7 separate regions of the Mus musculus genome follow, and regions 1, 2, 3, 4, 5 and 7 are each linked to region 6. A link is a contact called in public HiChIP or PLAC-seq and promoter capture Hi-C data. All regions are on one chromosome and are shown on one strand. Each heading gives the region's core, a stretch centred on a gene start, on an enhancer-like site or on the middle of the called end of the contact. The rest is flanking DNA. Distances are from core to core; before and after follow the strand shown.

Region 1 (3,584 bases), core at 607-3,106, 470 kb before region 6:
CTACACACAAATTCAAAAGGGATTTCAGATCTCAGCTCTGCATGGTGGTGTGTGCATGTCCAACACCTGGGAGGCGGAGACGGGAAAGCTGCTGAGATCCTGACCTGGATACATCTCAAACTCCAATCCAGCCCAGGCTGCAGAGTGAAATCTCAGATTGGGGTTGAGGACCTGGCTCAGCAGTAGAGCCCCTGCCTAGAATCCCCCAGGGAGGAGCTGGGGGCGTGGTCAGGGTAGAAACCCCTGCCTAGAATCCCCCAGTGAGGAACTGGGGGCACAGAATCCACCAGTAAAGGATGGAGGTGTGGTCAGGGTGGAGGCCCGCCTAGGATTCCCCAGTGAGTGGGGTGGGGGCGTGGTCAGGTGTAGACCTCAGGTCTAAGCTCCAGGTCCTGGATTCTGTAGCCAGCACTAAAGACATACATGAAAATCATTTTAAATTGAGTGAGGAAAAAAATAGCTGTAAAGCAAATTCTGGAAAGATTTCAAAGGATTCTGGTGAGAGTGGGTCTGAGGGGCTGGGCAGAGCCTTGGAGTGGGCTATAGTCACCCTTAAATGTCATGTTGGGACATAAGCATTCCCCCTAATGCTCTGTGGCTCACACAGGTCACCTGCTGAGGACAGAAGGCTGGGCTCCAGCCTGATCAGGGGCTTCTGAGACTCTGCCTGGCTCACAGCTTCTGCCATTCAAAGGAAACCGCAACCCTCCACACTTAGTATGCACCAAGTGAATGCATTTATTGTTTTCTATTTTTAGATGCTTTCAGCTCTCCACCACAGCTGTCTGGATTCACCGAGGGGTTGACGAGCTCTGGTGGAGATTGGGCGTGGGGCACACAGTCATGCCATTAGAAGAGTGCTTGAATTTAGACGCACCTCGGGTACTGCAGAGCCAAGTACCCAGCACCCACCCACCCTCACTAGTTGGGGCTTGTTCACCTCCAATGCCCCAATTTCCAGCACACACCCCCCCGCCCCCAATTGAGCTTCTCAACCCTGTCCTTAAAGGAACGCCCAGCATCCTAGCATTCCCCCATCTGTTCCCACATTCTAAAGGACCTTTCTGAGGCTTTGCAACTCCTACTCGACCTGTAAAACCCTGTGCCTTTGGAACCAGCCTCATCCCCATCTCAACTCCAGGTGGCCTGGTTCCGCGGTGCGGGTTCCTGTTCCTGCAGCATGAAGTGGACGGTCTCAGAAGCTCCCTGCCACGAAGATCTCTCACCGCGACCCCCACTCACCTCCACGAAATAAAAGCAAGGCAGGAGTGTCATGCTGTCCTTCGGCGTTTTATTCTTCTCCTTCATAGCAAGCATGGTGACGTTGGCGCTGTAGGCCGAGATTGCAGGGGGACAAAGGCAGGCTGGAGACTAGGAGCTGCGCAGATGGAGTCTCCAGGTGGGGAGATAAGGGTTAGCCAAGAGGGCTCGGGGAAACTGAGGCTGGAGCAGAGGGGGAACTTGGGGAAGGGAGAGGCCGGAGCCCCCGCGCGCGCACGCGGCTCGTTCACCTGGAGGGAGCAAGGAGGGCGGAGTCCCTTGCAAAGCGCGGACACAAAGCCAGGGTCCCCGCGTGGGAGGGACGCGAGGCCCGGGCGCGGTGTGCGGCGCGTGAGCTCTTTGTCTGCGCGCTCTGCAGCCCGCTCGGCCCCGCCCCAACCCCGCCCCCGGCTTGGGCGCCTCCGCCTCCCACTCTGCGGGTCTCAGGGTCTCTGGCCCTGCGCGGGGACCGCAATCTGGGTCTCGTCCCTGCCCCTTGCGCGTGCCTTCTGTGCGCCTTGCGCGAGCACGGTTGATCTCCGGGACCTAGGAGCGCGCGGCGCAGTGTGGGGAAGGCGAGATCCCGCGCCCCGCGCCTCCAGTTGCCTCCCTGCGTCTCACGGTCGCCGATTCCTCGGCCCCCACGCCTTCCGTGCCCGCGGCTCGCTGGAGTCCGTTTCCATGGTGAGGTCCCTGGGCGCCTGAGCAAAAGGAGACAAAGACACAGGGGTGGAGGGGCTGTCCTCTACCTTCTCTCCCCCTCGTCCCCGTCCCACCTCTCCTCTGTCCAACCACCAGGGCCACCTCACCCTCCTGACCCTGGGCAGTTGATGCCTTGAGGATAAAGGACTGTAATGTGCACTTATGCAGTGCTTGCTGTTTTCAAGGGTTTCCTCTCCACAGAGGCAGTCCTGTAAATGTACCCACTGGTTGACCCCACCCCATCCTGGATGGGACAAACTGAGGCCCTAAGATGTTAGATCGGAATAGTCACTATCTGCTGAGCACCTACTGTATACCAGGCCCTTAACAAACTCTTGTGACCCACTGGGAAGTGGGACTTAGGCTGACAGACCCTGCAACTCTCTGTTGAAAGCTGAGTGTAGTGGTACACGGCTGACGTCCCAGTATTCAAGAGGCTGAGTCTGGAGGATTGTTGTAAGTCCCAGCCCAGCCTGGCCTACACAGTGAGACTCTGTCTTAAAATCATTAAAAAGGGAGTGGTGTGGAGGCCAGAGCGATGTCTCAATCTGTAAAGCACTTGTGCTGCAGGCGTGAGGACCTGAGTTCGAATCCCTCTGCCCTGGGTACAGGAGGAAGGCAGGATCACCAGGACTCTCCAGCCACCATCTCACCTAAGCAGCAAGCAGCAAGCCAAGGAGAGACCCTGTCCCCAAAGGTCAGGTCAAGCTAGGGTTGGTCTCAGGGACCAAGAAGCCTGCTTGTGTTCCTCTCTCTTTCTGTGAGACTGGCGGGGGGATTCCATGGGGTCAGCCTGCATAGTGACACCCTCTTTCAAAAAAACCAAAAAGGGCCTTTGAAAGGACCCATGAGCACACAGAGGCTGTAGGGCTCACGTATAAACATGAGCACGCAGGACTGCAGGGCTCAAATATAAACACGAGCACGCAGGCACCGCAGGGCTCACGTATAAATATTATGGGTTTATTCTCACTGTCTCAATGCTTTCCCCAAACTGACTGCTGTGTTCCCAGACTCTACCTCAGCCTCATGTTTTCTGAGTTTCCTCATGGGAACAGCAAGCTCCCCAGGCCTGATGGCCATACAGAGACACCCAGCACAAAAGGAGCAGCAAAGAGGAGCTGGTGGTGTGTGTGCAGTTTTCAGTCACGTAAGGCAGGAGAATTGCTGTGAGTTTTGATATAACCTGCTCTATAGACTGAGATTGTGACTCAAAACAAAAAAAGAAATAAAAACAAAAACAGTGGGCCGAAGGTGGTGGCGCACGCCTTTAATCCCAGCACTCAGGAGGCAGAGGCAGGCGGATTTCTGAGTTCGAGGCCAGCCTGGTCTACAGAGTGAGAACCAGGACAGCCAGGGCTACACAGAGAAACCCTGTCTCGAAAAACCAACAAAACAAAACAAAACCCAACAAAACAAAACAAAAACAAAAAGAGTGTGGTGGTCCCAGCCTGTCTTTCCAGCACTCTGGGAGATGAGGCAGGATTACTGTAAGTTCCAGGCAAGCCTGGGCTACATAGTGAGTTCTAGGACAGCCAAAGACCAGCAATGCTACATAGTAAGACTCTGTCTCAAAAATAAATAAATATATAAATAAGGAATAAAGAATGTCCTGGGTGACT
Region 2 (3,535 bases), core at 619-3,118, 480 kb after region 6:
CAGATGTCTGAAGGGGCTCCTGACCCTCAGATTTGGAGTTCCTGGTGGTAATGAATCATCATGTGGATGGGAATAGAATCTAGATCGTTTGGAAAAACAGCCAGTTTTGTTTTGTGTGTTTGTTTTTTGAGACAGGGTTTCTCTGTTAAGCCCTGACTGTCTTAGAACTTACCCTCTAAGACCATACTGGCCTGGAACTCAGAAGAGATCCACGTGCCCTGTCTCCAGAGTGCTGAGATTAAAGACTTGTGCCACCACCACAGGGACATCTGTTTATCAAGACAAGGGATTTTTTGGCAGTCCATGATTACTTGGAACTTCCAGCAATCCTCCTGCCTCAGCTAGGTTGAGTGGCTTTTATCACAACCATAGATAGATTTTTACTGAATTCTGATCTTTGTATCACACTGTAGTTTGCTCACAAAAAAAGAGAATTAGAGGGGGCTGGAGAGATGGCTCAGAGATTAAGAGTACTGACTGCTCTTCCAAAGGTCCTGAGTTCAATTTCCAGCAACCACGTGGTGGCTCACAACCATCTATAATGGGATCTCACACCCTCTTCTGGTCTGTGTCTGAAGACCAGAAACAACAACAGTGTACTCATATAAATAAAATAAGTAAATCTTGAGAGAGAGAGAGAGAGAGAGAGAGAGAGAGAGAGAGAGAGAGAGAGAGAGAGAGAGAGAGAGAGAGAGAGAGAGAGAAAGAGCAGGGTGTGGTGCCACAGGCCTTTAATCCCAACACTCAGCTGGCAGAGTCAGGCAGATCTCTGAGTTTGAGGGTAGCTTAGTTTATAGAGTAAGTTCCAGGACATCCAGGGCTACACAGAAAAGCCCTGTCTCAAAAACAAAACATACAAAACAAAACAAAACAACAACAACAAAAAACCCATAAAGAGAAAAAGAATACGAAATTCTTTAAGAATAAATTGTAAGCAGGGCAGTGATGGCGCACGCCTTTGATCCCAGCACTTGGGAGGCAGAGGCAGGCAAACAGAGAAACCCTGTCTCAAAAAACAAAAATCAAAATACAACAACAAAAAAGCGGCGGCGGCGGGGGAGGGGGGGTTGGGATGAAGGAAACCTTCAAGCTGAGTCTATGAGAAAAGTTGTTTAAATTCCAATTTGACATAAAATACTTCTCTAGATTGGGATACTTAACTTTTGACAGATTTTCTTTTAAATAGCAAGTTGCTTTTAAAACAAAGAGTCCCAATCTATTACCCATTATTACAAGGTCATTAGAATAATTTTGCCGCGTGGGGGATGGGCACCAAGCAAACCGCCTAGGTCAGCCTCAGGTACCCTTGACAGTTATGTCCTGACAGTCTTCCCGGAGCGGGGCGTCCCATGAGTGGGACCATAATGGTTAAGATGGAAAGGATGACAGATGACAAAACTGAAGGGCCACAGGTACTAGAGGAGGCGCAGAGTCCTAGCCTTGAGGCCTGGGCTAGATGGGGGTTTACGTCCTGGAGGCGACTACAGAAGCCCCGCCTCCGCCTCACGTCATAAAGCCTCGAGGGCGGGCTTGTCAGAACTCCAACCAATCCTCAAAGGGGCCAATACGTCCGTTTTTCTACATTGACCGATCAGAGCCTTGTAGGGGCGGGACGCGTCTGGCTTTTCTGTCTTCCCTCCCACAGAGTGACGCAAACACGCGGGGCCGGGATTCTCCTATCGCCAACTAATCATCAACGGAAACCTTCTGTCTGTCTTTTTACTCTCGCCAATCAGAAGCCGGAGTAGGTGGGACGCATTTGGTTTTTCCTTGGGCTGCCACTGTGGCCCCACCCCGTTCCTCCGTCGCCTCACACTGCTGCGTTTACGCCTGCGTGTGGGGGCGTGGCCTGCCGTGACGACGCATATAAAAGTGGGCGTCGGCGCCGGCGCCATTTTGCGAACGGCGAGCAGCGGCGGCGGCGCGGGAAGTGCAGCGGAGGTTTTTGCTGGTTTCGGACCCCAGCGGCCGGATGGTGAAATCCTCCCTGCAGCGGATCCTCAACAGCCACTGCTTCGCCAGAGAGAAGGAAGGGGACAAACGCAGCGCCACGCTTCACGCCAGCCGCACCATGCCGCTTCTTAGTCAGCACAGCCGCGGCGGCTGCAGCAGCGAGAGGTGAGAGCCCTGCCCCCGCCGCCGCGAACCTTCCAGAAACAGCGTCCGCGTAGGCCCCAGAGGGCAGCGCAGGACGCGCAGGCCCGGAGCGGGGTCGGCCTCCGGCGCCAGATAAGTCTCGGCAGCGCGAGATCCGCCCCTTTGTGGCGGCCACAATCGCGCAGGGGGCGGGGCGGGGCGGGGCGGGGCCTGTGGAGCGGGTCGCGGACTCGGATTTGGGATTCGAGTGGAATTAGGGAGTCTCAGGTTGAGGAATAGGGTTTGGTTTGATTGGAGGACCGGGAACATTTCGCGAAAATGTAGGATTCGATTTTGGGTTCGAATCGGATTCGGGGGTTGTGAGTTGAGCCTAAGATTTGGGGAGGGATCTGAGAAGAGATTGGAGACTCGAATTTGGGGTCTGCCTCTCGGATATGTGAGCTAGTTCTAATGTCAGGTGGCGAAGTGTTTGTGGTTACCTGTAGGGCGTTTGGGTAATAAATCGTATGCTATGTAGAGGTGGGGCTCGTCCCGGTGTTTGGAGTTCTTTGCAGAATACTGGGATTTTGGGTGCTGTTGGGGAGGAATCCTATTATATTCTTGGGTACATGTTGAGGACTCATTTCTTGGTGGGAGAGTATGGGATCAGATTTGGGGTGTTGAGAAAGAAGCTTGTGTCGGTTTAGGAAGTCACAGGTGGGGAAGCTGGGATGAGGTTTAGGTTGGATTTAGTGATTGCGTGTTGAGGGCTCTAATACTTTGGAGGGATTTGGGTCAGAATTAGGACCTTGGAAGTGGTCAGGCTTGGGGGCTCACAGAGCTATGTTGGAGGACATGGAGGTGGTGTGGTGTGGTGAGTATGATGTGAGGTGACCTTAATCCCTGGTCCACTTGGCAGTTAAAAGTCTGCAGTGGGTGGGATGGAGGGTATCACTTGAAGGGTTCAGAATGGGGACTGGTTTGGGAAGGGCGTCGATATAGGTGGTAGGAACTTTGGATATAGGCTGTGCAGACACCTATAGAGTGGCAGTAGGGAAGAGAGGAGACTTGGGGTTGTCTGACTCTAGAGCATGAGTAGTTAGTGAGGTAGAACTTTGGGGTCACTGGTAGCTGCTGACCAGAGGGTAGGAAGGAGCGAGTGACCTGGTGTGAAGGGAGGATTGGCAGCATGGAGTGGGATGGGCCACAGTGCTGAGATGACACTGCCTGTGAGGCCTGTCTTGCTACAAAAGGGGCAGAGTCACACAGGTGAGGGGCAGTGACTCGGGTTGACTGTTGTCAATGGCTCTTGAGTGGGAAGCCCGGGCACTTAATTATTGCCGCTGCTGCCACCTGAGCATTGTTTCCTGCAGTTCTAGGGTTGCCCTTAATTGCTGTAGTAACCTGGGTCCGGGGCCTCGGTGGTGCTCCTGATGTCCCTCACCCACCCCTGAAGATC
Region 3 (3,450 bases), core at 208-2,707, 410 kb after region 6:
GGGGGAGGTCCCCTTGTGAGTGGTGCCATCCCTGGGCTGGTAGTCTTGGGTTCTATAAGAGAGCAAGCTGCAGCCAGGGCTACACAGAGAAACCCTGTCTTGGGAAAAAAATGTATTTAAGAGAGAGAGAGAGAGAGAGAGAGAGAGAGCGCAAGCTGAGCAAGCCAGGGGAAGCAAGCCAGTAAAGAACATCCCTCCATGGCCTCTGCATCAGCTCCTGCTTCCTGACCTGCCTGAGTTCCAGTCCTGACATCCTTTGGTGATTAACAGCAATGTGGAAGTGTAAGGTGAATAAACCCTTTCCTCCCCAACTTGCTTCTTGGTCCTGATGTTTGTGCAGGAATAGAAGCCCTGACTGAGACACCAAGCTACAGAGTCTTTTACCACGTCATTTAGTTTTGGAACGAGGGCTCACTGAGTTGCCCAGGCTGGCCCGGAATTTACTTGGTAGCTCAGCATGGCTTCTAGCTCCGGATCCTTCTTTTGGGGGCTGGCAAGCGCTAGGATGAGGGGTGGGAGCCATCTCCCCTAGATTACATTCACTCCCATGTAGTCAGGAAGAAGAAGCAGCTATCCAGAAGCGGCTGGTGAGCTGGTGACAGCTCACCTCAAGGTAACTTATTCTCAGAAGGTTTTGGGGGGAGGGAACTTAAGTATTAGAAGGATTGGAATGGCCTAAGAAGGAAATAAGTTTGGCTCCTGACTCTGTAAAGTTCTGGGCAGGTCAGAGAATAACATTGCTTTGAACTCTTAATTGAGAGCCTCCGACCTATAGGGTCCAATTTGACTGATGATTTATTAATTAACTTATTGCTCACATCTTTAATCCCAGCTCTCAGGAGGCAGAGGCAGGTGGATTTTGGTAAATTCGAGGTCAGACTGGTCAACAGAATGAGTTCCTGGACAGCCAGGGACACCCTGTCTCAAAAAAAAAAAAAAAAAAAAAAGCATGTAAATAAACAATAAGCAGATAGGCTAGAAAAGTGAAAAAATAGAAAAGCTAAAGAAGGGGAAAAATTGAAAAATGAAAAAAAAAAGAAAGAAAGAAAAAGCCAGAAAAACAGAAAAAGAAAATTGACGGGAAGGGAAGAGAAAGAAAAAGAACAGGAAATGGAAAGAAAAGAAAAAAGCAAAGCAAAGCGAAGGGACGCGAAGCAAGCCTGTGCAACTGGGATTTGAACTTGACCCCGCCTGGTCTCTCTCGCTTTCCTCCGCAGGGTTTCCCCGGGTCCCCGCTTCCGGCTGGCGGCGACGTCGGAGGGCAACCGAGGACGTGCGTGCGCCGCTGCGTGCGTAAGTGCGTGCGTCGGTCGGAGGAGGGCGAGTCCAAGGGGGCGTGGCGTGCGAGGGGTGGCGCGCGCGGCGCGGCGGGCGGAGGCTCTGGGCGCGCACCGCCTCTTGGCTCCCGGCCTCCCCCGCGCGCGCTCGCCGAGTGGTTCCGCCCGACCCCCCGGCTCATTGTGCCTTCTCCTCACGCCGGCCCAAGATGGCGGCGGCTCTAGACGCCCCGGCTCTGTGACTCCTACAAAGAGGGGAGCTGGGGCCACACGGGAGCGGCGGCCGAGGCACAGGCCGGGCCGTCTGTCCTCAGCCGTCCGCCCCGCGTCCGCCCGTGTCCGCCCGCCCGGCTTCCCGCCGGTGGCCCCGCCCCTCCCCCAACCGCCCGCCTAGCATGGTGCGGCGGCCGCGCGCGCCGACATGGGCGAGAAGCTGGAGCTGAGGCTCAAGTCGCCTGTGGGCGCCGAGCCCGCCGTCTACCCGTGGCCGCTGCCGGTCTACGTGAGTGTACTTGCGGAGAACGCGGGGGTAGGAGTCGTGGGGCTCCGCGGCGGCAGCGGCGGCGGCGGCGGGTCCTTGGCCGTTCTCGGCCCGCGCCTGCCGTTGCCCTGACGCGGCCGGTCGCGTTGTCGCCGCCGCCGGCCCGGAGCCCCGCGTCTCCAGCCTTTGAGGACCTGAGTCTGGACCGACCTTGTGGGCAGGGGTGTAGAGACTGAGAAGTCGGGGATTCCTTGCCTTTCGTGGCGACCCCTCATGTTGTCACCTCAAATTGTCACCTCACGTGCCCTCTTCCAGTCATCTGTTTCTTATCCTGATGCCTTCTCCTATTGTCCTCTATGCCCTTTCTCGTTGTCACCTTTTGATGTTCATGGGCAGGTGCTAAAAAGAACCCTAGGAAGTCAGGGGGAGGTTGGCCCTTGGGTTTGGGTTGTCCCCCCACGTTCGTGGAGTGGTAGGAGGGCTCCGAATAGTTGTTTCTTCATGTCAGGGTGCCCGGCTGAAAGAACCTGAGAAGTTAGAGAGGTTGTCATCTCAATTTGTACCTCATGTGTCGTTTGACGTTGGTGGATTGGCCTGGAGGTACATTGGAATGCTGGAGCAGTTGTTTCTTAATGTTGGTGGCATGGCTAGAGGGGACTTAGGGAGTCTGGAGGTTGTCCTCTCATGCTGGTGGGTAGAGCTGGTGCGACTCTGCAAAGCTGGAGGTGTTATCCCTTAAAGTGGAAGTGCCAGAGGCAAGTGGGTTCTGAAGTCCAGGAGGGCCTGCGGAGGTCAGTGTACTGTCCCCTTGTGGCCCTTTGTATGCTTTGAGTAGAAGATACAGCAGTGGGGTTCCCTGGTGCTGCTGAGTTCACATCCTCACTGGGGTCCCAGGGAACATGTGTGTCCTGGGATGCCCTTGCACCTGTCCTCTGCCTCTTCGAATTAGGCAGCCCTGTGTGTCCTTGAACATTCCCACAAGTGTCCACTCAACTCTCCTGAGGTCAGCAAGATGGCTCAGCAACAGTCTTATAATCTGAGTTCCATGTTTGGGACATGGGCAGAAGGGAGAGTACCAACTTCCACAAGTTCTCTGACCTCACTGTGTGCACAGACACAGCCACTCACAAATGTAATAGGAATTTTGAAATATCTGTTTGTGTGTATGCTGGTCATGGTGGCACACACTTTTAATCCTGGCACTTGGCAGAGGCAGGAGGAGTCCTGACCAACCTGGTCTATAGTGTGGGTTCCTGGTTGGTGGTCTGCCTACAAAGAGTCTGAGAAATTGGGGAGGCTTGTCCCTCTTCTTACCACGACTGGAAGGACTGTGGGAAATGGGAAAAGTTGTCCCCTGGTGTTGGTGGAGTCTGAGAGGTTGGGAAGTCCGGGAGGTTGTCTGGTGAGGCTGTCTGGAAGAGCACACTCTTTAGTACGTTCCCTCTCAGAGTTGGCTGTTCTGACTAGCCACCCTTCGCAGGGCAGTTCTGTGAGTTGTGGTCACAGTCGAGGTGCAGCCTACTTCAGCCACCTCAGCCTCCCCTCCACTGTCCTTCTGTCATTTGCCTCCCACTTCCTTGGCTGTCACATTGTGTTCTCTGCTAGCAGCTTTTTCTAGAAAGTCCAGGGAATGATCAGCAACTCTGCAGTGTTCACCCGGGAGAATGTGTCTGAGACTTGCCCACCCACGCT
Region 4 (3,403 bases), core at 119-2,618, 350 kb after region 6:
AAAGAAAAGAAAAGAAAAGAAAAAAGAAAAAGAAACTGCGGCCAAAGTTAACTTTCTGTGATCTGTTTTTGAGTCTCTCCATCCAGCCTTTCAATGGCTTATTTAGGGGAGGCCGAGGAGTGCTGAAGAGGCAGAAGTAGGGATAGAACCCAGGGCTTTCTACACACAAGGCAAATGCTTCACTCCAGAGCAAGAGCCCAGACCTTCAATGAAGTTTAACAGAAACGTGATCATTTCAAACAAATGAGTCAGCGGAGATGGGAAGGAGGATCCTATCCAGCCGCTGGAGGCTAGCCTGTGCTATCTAGGACCTCAAATATTAAACACGCTTTTGATCCATGACGCTTCCTTTCTCCCTCCTTTTGACAGATCCAGGTCCCCAGCGCCCACTCTGGGCCGGTCGCTGGACACTGTCACCCTGAGGGATGAAGTCCCGCTGCCCGCCGCCCGCCTTGGCCCTCGGAGGACCCACCTGGCTGTCCGGAACCGTCTCTCGCTTCGCCCAGTCTCCGGCCGCGCCCGCAGAGGGACACGCCCGCGGAGGGACACGCCGCACGCCCCGCCCAGGCCGCGCCCGCCAGCCGGATTTACTTCCCTTAAAGGGAAGCAGCCCGGATGGAGGTGTGGCGCCCGAGTTCGGAGGATCACGGTGTGAAAGGCAGGCGGCACTCCGCGCCCCTGGAGACCAGGACGGGCGCTGCTAATTGGCTGTAGTGGAGCGGATGAGGGGCGGGACGAGCCCTCCCTCGCTGGCTCGGGAACTGGCGCCAGCCCAAAGCGCATGCGTAAGGCGCTGTGGATGGGGTGGAGCCTGGGGACAGACTGGCATTACCAGTTGCCAATTGTAACTGGAGAGATTCAGTTACACTCTCCTGGGGAGATCCAGTAGAGCCAGCCCTGGGACAGAAGTCCGGATGGCGGTGGGGTGGGTGTGGTGACAGGCTAGAAAGGGGTGGAGCCATCCGTGGGCGGTACCAGGCCTGTAGGCGGAACCAGGCCTGGGACAGGAGTCTAATCGGGGCCTGGCCAGGTAGGGGCGGAGCCATCCGTGGGCAGGCGCTGTCTTTTTTTTTTTTTTCGAGACAGGGTTTCTCTGTGTAGTCCTGGCTGTCCTGGAACTCACTTTGTAGACCAGGTTGGCCTCGAACTCAGAAATTCGCCTGCCTCTGCCTCCCAAGTGCTGGGATTAAAGGCTTGCGCCATCAGGCCCGGTGGGCGGGACATGTCTAAGCGGGGCGGGACCAGAGTTGGAAGCATGATCAGGCCCGGGCAGGGGATGGCGCGGCCAGGGTCCACAGCGCGAGCTGTTGGTTGGTGCGGCGTGGCAGGGCGTGGCGCGGGAGGCACCGTTGGTTGGTGCGCGGCTGGAGGGTGCGGCGCTGGCGGCGCCGATGTTTGGGCAAGGCAGGCTGGGCCAGGCCATGGCCCTGCTGTTGTTTCTGGGCATGACAGCGGCGCTGGCCCGGGGCTGCCTGCAGTGCGACCCCAATTTCGCGGAGAAGTTCTCCTTCTATCGTCACCACGTGAACCTCAAGTCGTGGTGGGTGGGTGACATTCCTGTGTCGGGGATGCTGCTCTCCGATTGGATCCAGAACACGATGAAGGAGCTCCATCTGGCCATTCCTGCTGAGATCAGTGAGCGGCGGAACCCATTCCAGGGTCAGAAGAGCAGCAGGGAACCGGGCAGGGCCACTCATTTGCTTGCTTTTTCCTCCTGCCCTTAGCCCGGAAGAAGCTATATCAAGTAGCAGAAGCCGTGTACCAGAGGATGGACCAGCTGTACCAGGGGAAGATGTACTTCCCAGGTAAAAAGAGAAACAGGTGGGGCCGGTGCGAGCTGCTACGCACCTGAACTTGACCGTTCTGCTGTGACTCTCACATCAGGGTATTTCCCCAATGAGCTGCGGGCCATCTTCCGGGAGCAAGTGCGCCTCATCCAGAACGCCATCATAGAGAGTGAGCAGTGGGCTCCACAGAGGGGAAGATGATCATGGCCGCTGGCACTTCAGGGCTAGGGGCACTGGAAACAGGGCTCAGGGAGGAGTGACTCTGCAGGAGGCCCTTTTGCATAAATGTTTGCTAGCATGCCCATCACCCCCTTATTTCTGTCAAACTAGTCTCCTGGTGGCACCTAGGAACAATGGAACCATCCTTCCCTTAGGTTATCCCCATCTTTCACTGCAACTGACCCCTTCCTACATCCATGAAACTCATGTAGCACAAGCGTGTAATCCCAGCACTCAGAAATGAGGGAACGAGGCAAGAAGATTGCCACAAATCACAAGGCAGCCTAGGCTACCTTCTCTGTGCTAGGGTATCCTGGGCTACAAAAACAAGTGGGGCTGAGGTGTTGAGCTCTGGGCCTTGTCAGAAAGCACTATCCTGTTATGTCCTCCCCTCCCCAGGCCGCATTGACTGTCAGCGTCACTGTGGTAAGTGAACCATGGTCCAGGCTAAGGGCCACAGTGGCAGTGGCCCAGGCTGGGGAGGGCCCAGGGGAGTCTGGGGCTGCTTCTCATATATTGCAGGTATCTACCAGTACGAGACCATCTCCTGCAGCAACTGCACGGACTCCCACGTCATTTGCTTTGGCTACTACTGCAAGTATGGCTCATGCAGCAATCCCACTGCCCCTGGGGTCCTAGGCAAGGAAGGGGACCAGGGCCTTGGGGATACCCCACCACCAAGTCTTGTGTTCCCCCCCCCCACCCCAGGTCATCGGCACAGTGGGAGTCAGCTGTACAGGGCCTTCTGAAATACATGTGAGCTGGGGCTTATTGGGTACCAGGACATGGAGAGGGAGACACCAAGGGAGGCCACTTGGTCCCCTGACTCCAAACCTACTGTCATTGTAGAAACACCTGGCACAAGTAAGTTCCTGCTGGAATCCAAGGTTGTGTGTGCCTTATGATGAGGGGTTGAAGCTTGCCAAGGCTCAGGAGGACCTTGCCCACACCCTTCAAAGGTCTCCAAGTTCAGCTGGAGGAAGGGGGCAAGCCATCCTGGCTGAAGGGTCTTCATGAAACCTATTCTTCCCTGAATTGGTGTGGTGGCAGACCTGGAGGGTCTAACTGGAGCCCCATTCTATTTCAGACAGGATGAAAAGATGAGGTAAGACCAGGCCTTCCACTTGAGAGGGAGGAGTGAGGTGAGGAGCGGGGTATGGGGAGTGGGGAGAGGGATGGAGTGAGGAGGTGTGTGGGTAAGAGTGGGAGGGGATGCTGGGCAGGGTGGGTAAGAGCGGGAGGGGATGCTGGGCAGGGCTGTGTGCCTGAGGGCACACTGGCCATCTGTAGTCACACCTGCCTGTGTGGTCAACGCACTGCCTGAACCATGCTGTGTTTCTTCCCTGCGGCCTCAACTTGGATGTGCAGAACCACCCCAGCCTTGTGAGTGAGCTGGG
Region 5 (3,565 bases), core at 37-2,536, 390 kb before region 6:
ACATGCAGTAAGTCACTAACTTCATTTGGTCTAAATAAAGTATAAAGATCAGTGGTTTATATTTTTGCTATAAAACAAGGTTTAAAAAGTAAACCGGGGGCTGGTGAGATGGCTCAGTGGGTAAGAGCACCCGACGGCTCTTCCAAAGGTCTGGAGTTCAAATCCCAGCAACCATATAGTGGCTCACAACCATCTGTAACAAAATCTGACTCCCTCTTCTGGAGTGTCTGAAAACAGCTACAGTGTACTTACATATAATAAATAAATAAATCTTTAAAAAAAAAAAAGTAAACCGGTTTCAGAGGGAAAGCCAGGAAAGGGGACAATATTTGAAATGTAAATAAAGTAAATATCTGAAGAAGAAGAAGAAGAAGAAGGAGGAGGAGGAGGAGGAGGAGGAGGAGGAGGAGGAGGAGGAGGAGGAGAAGAAGAAGAAGAAGAAAAGAAGAAGAAGAAGAAGAAGAAGAAGAAGAAGAAGAAGAAGAAGAAGAAGAAGAAAGAAGAAGAAAAGAAGAAGAAGAAGAAGAAGAAAAGAAGAAGAAGAAAAGAAAGTAAATAAACCGGTCACCGGTGGTGGAGGCTCAAGGCCACCCAGCACATAAAGAGACACTGTCTCGAAAAGAAAGAAGGAAAGAAAGAAAAAAAGAAGGAAAGAAAGAAAAAGAAAACAAAAGAAAGAAAAAAAAAAGACAAACCCAGCAAACAGGTAGCAAAAATACCTTCCACTACACAGAGGTAATACAGTGCTGACCGGCCAGGGACTCCCCAGTCTTCTACGCATGTGCAGGAATCCAGTTTTGTTTTGTTTTGTTTTGTTTTGTTTTGTTTTGTTTTGTTTTGTTTTGTTTTGTTTTGTTTTGTTTTGTTTTGTTTTGTTTTGTTTTGTTTTGTTTTGTTTTGTTTTGTTTTGTTTTGTTTTGCCCCGCCCCGCCCCGCCCCGCCCCGCCCCGCCCCCGAAGAAGCTCCTGGTGTTCTTTAACCTGCTTGGCTGGGTCTAGCATTACGCCTTTCGCGCACTGGCTTGTACGCATGTGCAGGTCGTCTGGCTACGCCCTCTCACCTGCTGCTAGCTCCGCCCCAGAGCCGCGAACTTTTTACGCATGCGCACGTTAGGGCTCCTGGAACCCGTAAAGCACCAGGCAATCAACAGCCTCCTCGGCTTGGTGAAGCTACCGCGCATGCGTAGACTTTCCAGTTTGGCCTCTAGGAGGCGCTATGGCCGTTCTAGTCGGCCAGGAGCCATCTTAACAGTCTCTCTAAGGATGATGGGATTCAGGGGCGGGACTGGCAGAGCAAGATGGCGGCGCCCATGGAAGTGGTGGTGTGTACTGACGCCGCGGCACAGCTCTGGAGCTGCGTGGTGTGGGAGCTTCATTCGGGCGCCAACCTGCTCACCTACCGAGGCGGCCAAGCGGGGCCGCGAGGCCTGGCGCTACTCAATGGCGAGTACCTGCTGGCGGCGCAGCAGGGCAAGAACTACATCTGCGCCTGGGAGCTGCAGCGTAAGGTGTGGGGCCTCAGCGTCCGCGGGGCAGCCGAGAGTCCTGGGGCGCCGCCAGGGTTGGGGTCCCGGCGACCCTGGGGTGGCTGCGTGACAGGGCGTACTCGGAGGCCGAGGGGTTTTCTCCTAGGGAGATGGCGCCAACGCACGCGTGCTCAGATGAAGATCGATGGCGAATCCGCTTTTGCACGCTTGTAGTGTTAGGGACGCCAATTTTGATGCAGAAGGGAAAATGGGGTCCGTTAGAGGTCATGCTTTTGGACAGCATGGCAGATCAGAGATCTTGAGGAGCCGCAGGAAGACAGAGACCGACGGCCCGTCCTTTTGTTACCCTCGTAAAGAGTCGCAGATCTTCATAGTCAGGACTGACTGAGGCCTGGGGTTACTGGTTCTGATGTTTCTGGAACACAGAGCTTCCTTCTTGTCCGCTGGGATCCCTACTGCTGAGCCCTGACCCTGCCCTTCACTGGGAGGTTCTAGGCAGTGGTTCTAACCCTGAGCCGCACCGACAACCCCTCACTTGAGCAGTCTGTCTCCCCAACCCCCTTACTCTTGCTCTCTGTACTAAAAACTTTAACCTTCCATTGCCTCCGTTCTGATACTCACATAGTTTGTCTTGTATCCTGTGTCCCTAGGATCAGCTCCAACAGAAAATCATGTGTCCTGGGCCTGTCACCTGTCTGACCACAGCACCTAATGGCTTGTATGTCCTGGCAGGAATTGCAGAGAGCATCTACCTGTGGGAGGTGAGAACAGCTTGTCACACGTATGTGTCACTTGGGAATGCTAGAGAGTAAAACTGGTTGGTGTCCAGTTTTACCTGAGGTAGGCAGGTGGTCTTGGAGATCTTACCCATGACTTCTGAAAACAAAAATGTGGCCATGTCTATAGGGTCCTCATTTGTGACTGAGATACAGGACAGTGTTCAACCTGCTGGTGGCTCTAGTGCTGTCGTGAGCAACCAGGAAAGAAACTTAGAAAAGGGCAGTGACCAGAATTAGTACAGAGGAGGAGGAGGCAGGAACCAGAAGCAGTGCAGAGGAGGAGGAAAGCATTTATTTACACTTGTGGTTTATATGAGGGAAGTCAGCGCAGGAAGCAGAAAGTCAGTTAACATCCATAGTCAGCAGCAAAGAGAAATGCTCCCGTGATTGACTACACTTGTTGCTCTTGCAGAGGACCTGGGTTCAATTCCCAGCACCCACAGAATGGCTCACAGCCATCCATAACTTCAGTTCTAGAGAACTTGACACCTCTTTTGATCTCAGTAGGCACCAGACTGCCCACTGCATGCACATACAGGCACGCAGGCAAAATACTCATAAAGGAAATAAACCTGAAAAAAGAAAGAAAAACTGTCTACTGAATGAGAGAGCTGGCTCAGCAGTTAAGAACATTGGCTGCTCTTTCAGGGGATCCAGGTTTAGTTCACAGCACTCACATGGCAGCTCACAACTGTCTGTAGCTCCAGGGAACTAAGCACCTTCAAATCTGGCCTCTGAGAGTACCCCTAGACCTACAAAGAAATTTAAAGCCTGGCAGTGGTGGCACACGCCTTTAATCCCAGTCCTTGAGAGGCAGAGGCAGGTGAATTTCTTAGTTCAAGGCCAGCCTGGTCTACAAAGGGAGTTCCAGGACAGCCGGGTCTACACAAAGAAACCCTGTCTCTAAAACCAAAAAAAAAAAATTTTTTTTGCCGGGCGTGCCTGGTCTGCAAAGTGAGTTCCAAGCTATACAGAGAAACCCTGTCTTGAAAAAACCAAAAAAAGAAAAAAGAAAAGAAAAGAAAAAAAAGAAATTTAAAATAAAACTATCCGGGGTCCTGAGAAATGATTCAGCAGTTAAGAGCACCGACTGCTCTTCAAGAGGTCCCAAGTTCAATTCCCAGCAACCACATGGTGGCTCACAACCATCTGTAATCCAATGCTGTCTTCTAGTATCTGGAGACAGCCACAGTGTACTCAAATATATAAAATGAGTAAGTAAACTTAAGAAAAAAAATAAAGTAAAACTTACCATAAGCCCAGTGATAGCCAGCCCCCCTTGTCTCACAGTCAGGCACAA
Region 6 (3,728 bases), core at 534-3,033:
TCACCACGCCCAGCTTTCTTTTTTTCTTTTTTATTTTTTTTTTAGATAGGGTCTTGTAGCCCAGGTTGGTCTTAAACTTCCTGAGTAGCTAAGGATAACCTTGAACTCGTGACCTTCCTGCCTCCCCTACTAGCTCCTGGACAGTGGGCACTGGGCTTTTGCTCTAGGACAGGCTTCTGCTTTCCTTTTGAGATGGGAGTCTTGATCTGTAGCTCAGGCTAGGCTCAAACTCTGAAAAATCCTCCTCCCTTAGCCTCCTGGGACAAAGTTGCTAGTCCTGGACTGCCACACACCCACCTTAATCAGTTCTTCCTATAGACAATGTGTTCTTTTATTTTGTTTTTGTTTTTTTTTAAAGATTTTTATTTATTTATTATATGTAAGTACACTGTAGCTGTCTTCAGACACTCCAGAAGAGGGAGTCAGATCCCATTACGGATGGTTGTGAGCCACCATGTGGTTGCTGGGATTTGAACTCAGGACCTTTGGAAGAGCAGTCGGGTGCTCTTACCCACTGAGCCATCTCACCAGCCCCAGTGTGTTCTTTTATAATGCACAAGGAATCCTTTAAGGACAGTTTTTAGGTGGCTGCAAGTTTAGTCACCCCTTTCATCTACCTTCCTGGGTGGCCAGGAACCAACCATTCCATTTCTCCAGGCCTCGGTTTCCCCATCTGTGCAGTGAAAACCCGCGGAACCCCATCCCTGAGTCTCTGAGAGCCTGTAGAGGGATAATTAATGGAGGCTCATCCAGAAACTCAGGGTGGAATGGATGTCCCCCTCCCAGCTGCCCCCCAGCCTCTGGGGACCGCTGTGCTCCCAGGTACCCCATAGCCTAAGGGACCTCCTCCCCACCCCCAACCCCACCCCGTGGCAGGCGCTGGGCGGCTGACCTGGCCTCCTGCCAACACGTGGGTCATGGTCTCATCTGCCAGAGCTGCGGGCTGCGGTGCCTAGAGGATCTGCGGACAAGAAGAGCAGGGTGGGGCTGAGTGGAGGTCTCAGTTTCCCCAACTGTAGAGACCGGATGAAGTCATTCTCAGCCGACGCCCTCCTCCTCGTGATCCCAGCCTGGCAAGACCAGCCAGGAGGGAAGGGAACCAAGATGAAGTGAGTCCCTTCTGGGCCCGGGCCAGGCTCTCTGAAGGGCACACGGGCTCTCAAAGATCTGCAGCCCACAGGGTCCAGGTACCTGAAAAAGGGGTAAGGAGGACAAAAGTACCCCGGCCCGGCTGGAACCAGGGTCTCTCCGGTTGTCAGCCAATCTGATGTCCTTTAGGACACCTTGGGACCGAGATGGCTGTAAATTGGAAACTCACGGGAACTGCTTCAAGACACTCGCCGGACCCTTCCTTCTGCGGGCCCAGAAACTGGGCTGTCCCGGGAAGGAAGGAAGAAGGAGGCTGGGGAAGGCCATCTCATAACCCCCTTCGTGAGGGGGGCTCCTACCCATGTCTGTCAATGCCCTCTCCCGAGCACCGCATCTAGCACTGCATCCCTCTCCCGCATTGGTGCACCAGTCACTGGGGTGTCGGTCTCCTGAGTTTCAGTCCCATCCCGTAGGAAGTGCGACCCCCAAACTCACCCACCATCCTAGGGATTGCTGCTTTCGCTCCGAGCAGGGAAAGAAACCAATCTCATCCCCGCCGCCACACCGGGTGGAATAGTGGCAGGATGGGAAGAGGGACTTACCATCTGCTGAGAGCCCAAGGCAATACGTCCAAGTTTCCCCGGGACGCCCCGGGGACTGGCGGAAGCGGCGGGGCCCCAAAGTGCGGGACTGCGAACTCGGTCGATCCCTCCCACCCGGGCCTCCTAGGCGCGCCCAGGCTGGGGTCACCGAGGGCGCAGGCCAAGGGCGCCCTCGTGCGGCAGGAGAGGGCGCACGCGTTGGGCCCGGACCTGCGGCAGGGGGCTGACCTACTGTGTCTGACAGCGCAGCTCAGCGGCCCAGCGTTGGTCCTGATATCCTGGGTGCCAGTGACCTTGGGAAGTGCAGCTGCGGGGCGGTGCGCGGGGGTGACTGGACTGCTATTCCGGGCGCCGCGCTCAGGGCCAGGGAATGTGCCTAGCGCTGGGGCTTGGGGTGGGATAGTCCATGCCAGGGCGCCCTCTCACTCTCAGTACCCCGTCCTGCTCCGTAGCACCCCGCAGCCAGATACGCCAGATTTCCTCTCCTCATCCCCATCACCCACTCAGGCCAGGCTCCTAGCTCTGTCCCAACAATCCCTGGGACCCCAACCCAGGTCTCCATCATCCCTGCAACTGGGACTTCCCACCCCGTCCCTGTTACCCCCAATTAGACCTCTCCACGCTGGTCCACATCATTCCCCAGTTAGACCTTCCTGCCTTGGTTCGCATCTCCACCCCCCCCGCCCCCCGACTCCTCACTCGAGTCCCAAGCATCCCCTCACGAGGCCCCGCGCGCCCGCTGGGGGCGGAGGGACCCTCCCTGCCCCACATTCCCAGGCGCTGCCGTCACCAATGCTCCACCCGGTCCCGCCCTCTAGGCCTGGACGCCAGTGCTGCTTCTCTCCACTGGTTTTGGCCTCAAGCCCTCCGCCTCAGTTTCCCATTCCCGGCACTCTGCCAGCCTCTTGTGGACCCCCTGACCCCATCGCCTTCGTGTAGCCTCCCGGCAGCCGGGCAGAAGGACGCCGCACTGCGATGATCAGTGCTGTGTGGACCATGCTATTCCTGGGCGCTGAACTCGCCTCCTCTAGGAAGCCCACCTGGCTGACCTCTGGCCCGCTTTCCTCACAGGGCACGGTGCCTGCTGTATGCACTCCCTGAAAAGCAGACTGCCTGCAGTATTTACTACACATAGAGGACAGTGTCTGCTGTATACACCTGCCTCAGGGAGGTCCTCTGGACAGGGCTCAGCACAGGACAGCCGCTGGAAACATCTCTGAGTGTGACCACTCCGTGACATTATTATGCAAGTCACTGTGTGCACACAGCTATGGCCCAGCAGCCAAGCCCAGTGTGGGGAGGTGGCCATGCATGGCCATGACTCCGATTTCTGACACCCATCATCCTGTTGAAGAAAAGATGCTAAGGCCAGGCATGGGCTGTGAGGAGAACCCCTACAGAACATATAACCACTAAAGGGGCTAGAGGCAAGGGTGGCCTAGCCAGGGTCAGCAGGAGAATGAGAGACAATCCTGACGTCCTGCTGTGAAAGGAAGGGACCTCAGCAAAGCAAAGATGAGGACCGTGTTAGGGAGAGAGAGGGGCCCGTGCAGTAGGAGTTCTGTTCTGGTATACAGTAGGCATGCACTCTGTCCTGGTATACAGTAGGCATGCACTCTGCATGGAGGATATACAGCAGACATAGATTTACAGGAGAAAATATGCAACAGATATACTATCCAGGTAGTGCACATAGTAGGCACTGAAGGGGAGTATACATTAGGTGCCCCGTCCTTCATGATACAAGTGTGCAGGAAACACTGTGTCTGGCAGAGCGAGCATATAGCTCACAGTATATACAATAGGTGCATATGTACAATAGGCCCTCTCCCTTGCAGGGATAGCATACAGTAGGCACTTTGCTGTGCAGCCACTGCCTACAGTAGACACTACGCTCTGAAGAGAGTGTGTCCAGTGAACATGGCTCTTTCCCCAGTTTTCCTAAAGCAGACTATCGCAGTGAAGCCGGCACCCGTCAAAAGCTGAGGCCTACAAGGAGGCCATAGAGCGGGCACTGTGTCATACAGGAGCATATAC
Region 7 (3,488 bases), core at 346-2,845, 330 kb before region 6:
CTGCCACCGGGGGGCAGATGCACCCTGACACGAGTGTTCAGGGAGCTGGCTGCCCAGGGCAGGGCCCACGGTGTGGAGGACTTCTCTGTGAGCCAGACCACTCTGGAGGAGGTGACTTCGGGCACCATCAAAGGGTTTGAAGGGAAGAGCTGAGGTGCCTCAGGACCCTGGGCTGACATCTACCCCCACCCCATGCATTTCTGCCCCCTCCATGTCTCTGCCCTGCCAGGTGTTCCTATATTTCTCCAAAGACCAAGGGGAAGAGGAAGAGAGCAGTCGGCAGGAGGCTGAAGAAGAGGAGGTTTCCAAACCTGGCCGGCAGCATCCCAAACGTGTCAGCCGATTCCTGGAAGACCCCAGCTCTGTGGAGACCATGATCTGAGCATGCCTGCCTTGGGACTGAGTGGCAAAGCTCAGACAGAGGATCTCTGTACCATACGCTGGCTCCCAGAAAGCCTTGGGCTCTGGGGGAAATAAAAAGAAACTAGAATGAGAATGAGGCCACGGCTGAGTTTGTGTTTTAGGAGTCTTAGCTCTGTACAGTCCCATACACTATCACATGTACAGTATGCGCGTGTGTCCTGCTGTGAATTGCCTGCAACACGGACACTTCCCAGGTGTCCAGTCACACGTATCCTGACCTGCATGTACCTATGTGGGTCTGACACCCAAGGGCGGGACTTGTGAGTGTTTCTGACCGTGAAGTAGAGATGAGGTCAGGCTTGTGGAATGTTCCAGACGGTATAGAGGACCCTGGTACTTTCCTGGCCTGACCGGACCAGAAGCCCACCCCAGAGCCAGCCAGTCTTCATCCTGAGACAACCTCCCAAGCCCACCCCCAGCCATCCAACTATGAGTGGGAGGCACGGGACCCTTAAGGGGCTCCTCGGCTGGGTTTGTGGCTGGACCAGAGCTTGGAGAGCGGGCCTAGGTACTGCAGGCTGCGGCCTTTCTGGGCTGTGTCCCCGAGAGCCACCCAGTGTGCCTGAGGTCAGTGGAGTTTGGGATGGTTAAGGGACATGGTGTCTAAATTATTAAATAGTACCTCTGGGGATCCTGAGACCTGAAGCTCAGAGCTGGGATATAGAGGGCAGAGTGGGAGTGGGAGCTAAGTGGAGGCCAGCAGGGCAGTGGAGCTCCTGGGTTGCTGGATGGAAGCCACCCAGGCATGGCACCTTCAGGTCCTATGGTCCCCAGAAGACTGTAAGGCTGGTGATTATAGGGAATGGGGGGTCACCTGTGCATGGTGAGGGACTCAGGGGGTGTCTGTTTGATCTGTGTGTGAACCTGTTGCTCAGCCTCCTCTCTGGTCTTTCATATCAGTATACACATGACACTGCCTTTCTTGACTGTATGTTATGTCCCAAGCAAGAGTCAGCTAATGCCTGGATCGGGTGGCCACACAGGACACAGGCTGCAAGTGGAAGGTGGCCTGCTGTGGGGAACCTGTGTCAGAGTCAGTGTGCAGAGTCCTATAAGAGCTGACACTTGGGACAGTCACACTGGGGGCGGATCTGAGGTGTCACCTCCCTCCCTCTGCTGGGGAGCCTTTTCCTGTGTAGGAGACTTATGCGCCAATGAGAGCCAAGCCAGTCACGTGTGGCTCTGACAGCTGGGGAGGGGGTGGCCCTGAGCAATGTGGTCCAGAGACAGCCTGCACCAGGAGTTGCAGGACTGAGACCACCCCCAGACTCCCACCCTGCCGTTGCCCGCCTGTCCTCACCTAGGGCCACTGGGGCTGACTCCACCATGTTCTCTCGGAAGAAGCGAGAACTTATGAAAACTCCCTCTATTTCCAAAAAGAACCGCGCGGGGAGCCCCAACCCGCAGTCCTCCTCAGGGGTGAGTGGGGCACAGAGCGGGTGGGGACCCAGGATGACACCCACAGCCTGTGGTCACTGATGGGCATAGCATGCAACTACAACACCATGCTGGGTCCACGCTGGGGGAACCGGGCCAGCTATAGTCCACACCAGGCAGAATGGCCGGCGACAAGGAGTGGCCTGAACCTAGGAGGCCGCATTACGGTAGGTAGGGATGGCCTTGGGTGGCAACCAAGTCACCCATCTTGATGAGGGATGTCCCCGTCGTGTGCCAATGACGGTTGTGGGTAGTGGGTAGAACTGGTATTGGAGTCTAGTGACTACACTGTAATATGGGGTCTGGGCAATTTTAGGGTTCTGAAAGCCAATGGGGAACTGGTGTTGAACTGGGGTGCAGGTGTACAGAGCAGATTGGGGGGGTCTCCAAGTTTCTCCAGGACCTGCTGCTGCCTGCTGAGCTTTTGAGAATTTGTGAGGTTTAGGGGTACCTCTACTAGGTCTGGGGGTGTCCTGAGACACAGGAGCCTGATGATCTTTTCAGGTCACAGAAGTTATCCATGTTTTTAGAAAGTGGACACCCGTAGAGGTATCTGGGGTGGCTACAGGGTTAGAGACTCACAAGAGTCCTCCCCACCCCCACCAGGAAGTGGGGTGCCCCCTCCCTCCTGTGCCCCACAGGCCCCGCCTCTGGCTGTGGTTTGGGTAGGGACGGTTGTTTGTGAAAGCTATAGACAGGAGGATGTTGGGTAACAGGTGGGGGGGGGGGAGCTTAAAATTCTCTGCCCACTGACCTCTGACCCCTGTGAGGACTTTCTGGGGAAACTGAGGCAGTGTCTGGGATGGGGGATCCCCTTGACTCCTCTTCCCTATGCATACCTAGGAGCTGCCCAGGAAGGATTGGACAGAAGCTCCCGGCCTGGAGCCACCAGCCACATCCCTGTCCACGGTAGCCAAGGGCACAGGGACACTCAAAAGACCCACCAGCCTGAGCCGCCATGCCAGTGCAGCAGGCTTCCCGCTCTCGGGCACTGCCACCTGGACCCTGGGCCGTGGGTACCGAAGCCCCCTTTCTGCGGCCAGTCCGGCAGAGTTACCCACTGAGGGAGCTTTCCCTGATGGCGTAGAAGACATCTCAACCCTGCTGGCGGATGTGGCCCGCTTTGCTGAGGGCTTGGAGAAGCTCAAGGAGTGTGTGCTGCAGGACGGTGAGGATCTTCAGAGCAGCACGGAGGGAGGGCAGGAGGTGGGCAGCCTCTCAGCCCAGCACTCAGGCAGGAGGATCTCTGTGAGTCTACACTTGAGTCTTATGCAGGTCAGCCAGAATTACAGTGAGACCCTGACTCAGAAAGAATGAAAGAAAGAAAGAAAGAAAGAAAGAAAGAAAGAAAGAAAGAAAGGAAGGAAGGAAGGAAGGAAGGAAGGAAGGAAGGAAGAAAGAAAGAAAGAAAGAAAGAAAGAAAGAAAGAAAGAAAGAAAGAAAGAGAAAGAGAGAGAGAGAGAGAAGTGGCGCACGCCTTTAATCCCAGCACTTGGGAGGCAGAGGCAGGTGGATTTCTGAGTTCAAGGCCAGCCTGGTCTACAAAGTGAGTTCCAGGACAGACAGGGCTATACAGAAAAACCCTGTCTCGAAAAGCCAAAAAAAAAAAAAAAAAAAAAAAAAGGTAG

Evidence for each region. Promoter capture Hi-C pulls out the DNA fragments that hold promoters and counts their contacts. HiChIP or PLAC-seq counts read pairs in DNA pulled down with a chosen protein or histone mark.
Region 1: a promoter capture Hi-C map of embryonic stem cells shows a contact between it and region 6, with 2.5 times the contacts expected there. The contact joins the promoter of Plppr3 here to the promoter of Adamtsl5 in region 6. A contact is called at or near these places in 1 of 39 promoter capture datasets (embryonic stem cells), 1 of 15 datasets of contacts at CTCF or cohesin (embryonic stem cells) and 2 of 115 datasets of contacts at active chromatin or transcription factors (bone marrow-derived macrophages and pancreatic cancer cells).
Region 2: a contact with region 6 is called in an H3K4me3 HiChIP or PLAC-seq map of pro-B cells, with 3 times the contacts expected there. The contact joins the promoter of Oaz1 here to the promoter of Adamtsl5 in region 6. A contact is called at or near these places in 1 of 115 datasets of contacts at active chromatin or transcription factors (pro-B cells) and 1 of 9 other capture datasets (liver).
Region 3: a contact with region 6 is called in an HNF4G HiChIP or PLAC-seq map of pancreatic cancer cells. The contact joins the promoter of Dot1l here to the promoter of Adamtsl5 in region 6. A contact is called at or near these places in 2 of 39 promoter capture datasets (liver and pre-B cells) and 1 of 115 datasets of contacts at active chromatin or transcription factors (pancreatic cancer cells).
Region 4: a FOXA1 HiChIP or PLAC-seq map of pancreatic cancer cells shows a contact between it and region 6. The contact joins the promoter of Izumo4 here to the promoter of Adamtsl5 in region 6. A contact is called at or near these places in 2 of 39 promoter capture datasets (the SN4741 cell line and liver), 3 of 115 datasets of contacts at active chromatin or transcription factors (Th17 cells, microglia and pancreatic cancer cells) and 2 of 9 other capture datasets (adipose tissue and liver).
Region 5: an HNF4G HiChIP or PLAC-seq map of pancreatic cancer cells shows a contact between it and region 6. The contact joins the promoter of Wdr18 here to the promoter of Adamtsl5 in region 6. A contact is called at or near these places in 2 of 39 promoter capture datasets (embryonic stem cells and pre-B cells), 1 of 115 datasets of contacts at active chromatin or transcription factors (pancreatic cancer cells) and 1 of 9 other capture datasets (liver).
Region 7: a contact with region 6 is called in an HNF4G HiChIP or PLAC-seq map of pancreatic cancer cells. The contact joins the promoter of Arhgap45 here to the promoter of Adamtsl5 in region 6. A contact is called at or near these places in 1 of 39 promoter capture datasets (pre-B cells), 1 of 484 Hi-C or Micro-C datasets (embryonic stem cells), 1 of 115 datasets of contacts at active chromatin or transcription factors (pancreatic cancer cells) and 1 of 9 other capture datasets (pancreatic islet).

What each region holds. Positions count from the first base shown.
Region 1 is chr10:79,872,778-79,876,361 of GRCm38.p6, forward strand. Plppr3 (phospholipid phosphatase related 3) reads right to left here and starts at 1,857. Exons shown (of 7, transcript NM_181681.2): 1 at 1,243-1,857. The coding sequence starts at 1,317.
Region 2 is chr10:80,824,788-80,828,322 of GRCm38.p6, forward strand. Oaz1 (ornithine decarboxylase antizyme 1) reads left to right here and starts at 1,869. Exons shown (of 5, transcript NM_008753.4): 1 at 1,869-2,118; 2 at 3,450-3,535. The coding sequence starts at 1,973.
Region 3 is chr10:80,753,746-80,757,195 of GRCm38.p6, forward strand. It overlaps Dot1l (DOT1-like, histone H3 methyltransferase (S. cerevisiae)), which reads left to right and starts at 1,458. Exons shown (of 28, transcript NM_199322.2): 1 at 1,458-1,779. The coding sequence starts at 1,699.
Region 4 is chr10:80,701,325-80,704,727 of GRCm38.p6, forward strand. Izumo4 (IZUMO family member 4) reads left to right here and starts at 1,369. Exons shown (of 10, transcript NM_027829.3): 1 at 1,369-1,635; 2 at 1,725-1,805; 3 at 1,885-1,956; 4 at 2,406-2,432; 5 at 2,529-2,604; 6 at 2,715-2,762; 7 at 2,856-2,870; 8 at 3,094-3,111; 9 at 3,375-3,389. The coding sequence starts at 1,392. It overlaps Mob3a (MOB kinase activator 3A), which reads right to left and starts at 496. Exons shown (of 4, transcript NM_172457.2): 1 at 473-496.
Region 5 is chr10:79,958,866-79,962,430 of GRCm38.p6, forward strand. It overlaps Wdr18 (WD repeat domain 18), which reads left to right and starts at 1,287. Exons shown (of 10, transcript NM_175450.4): 1 at 1,287-1,507; 2 at 2,137-2,247. The coding sequence starts at 1,298.
Region 6 is chr10:80,346,665-80,350,392 of GRCm38.p6, forward strand. It overlaps Adamtsl5 (ADAMTS-like 5), which reads right to left and starts at 1,784. Exons shown (of 13, transcript NM_001285435.1): 1 at 1,692-1,784; 2 at 893-961.
Region 7 is chr10:80,015,077-80,018,564 of GRCm38.p6, forward strand. Arhgap45 (Rho GTPase activating protein 45) reads left to right here and starts at 1,596. Exons shown (of 23, transcript NM_001142701.1): 1 at 1,596-1,842; 2 at 2,704-3,028. The coding sequence starts at 1,750. It overlaps Abca7 (ATP-binding cassette, sub-family A (ABC1), member 7), which reads left to right. Exons shown (of 47, transcript NM_001347081.2): 46 at 1-111; 47 at 230-496. The coding sequence ends at 382.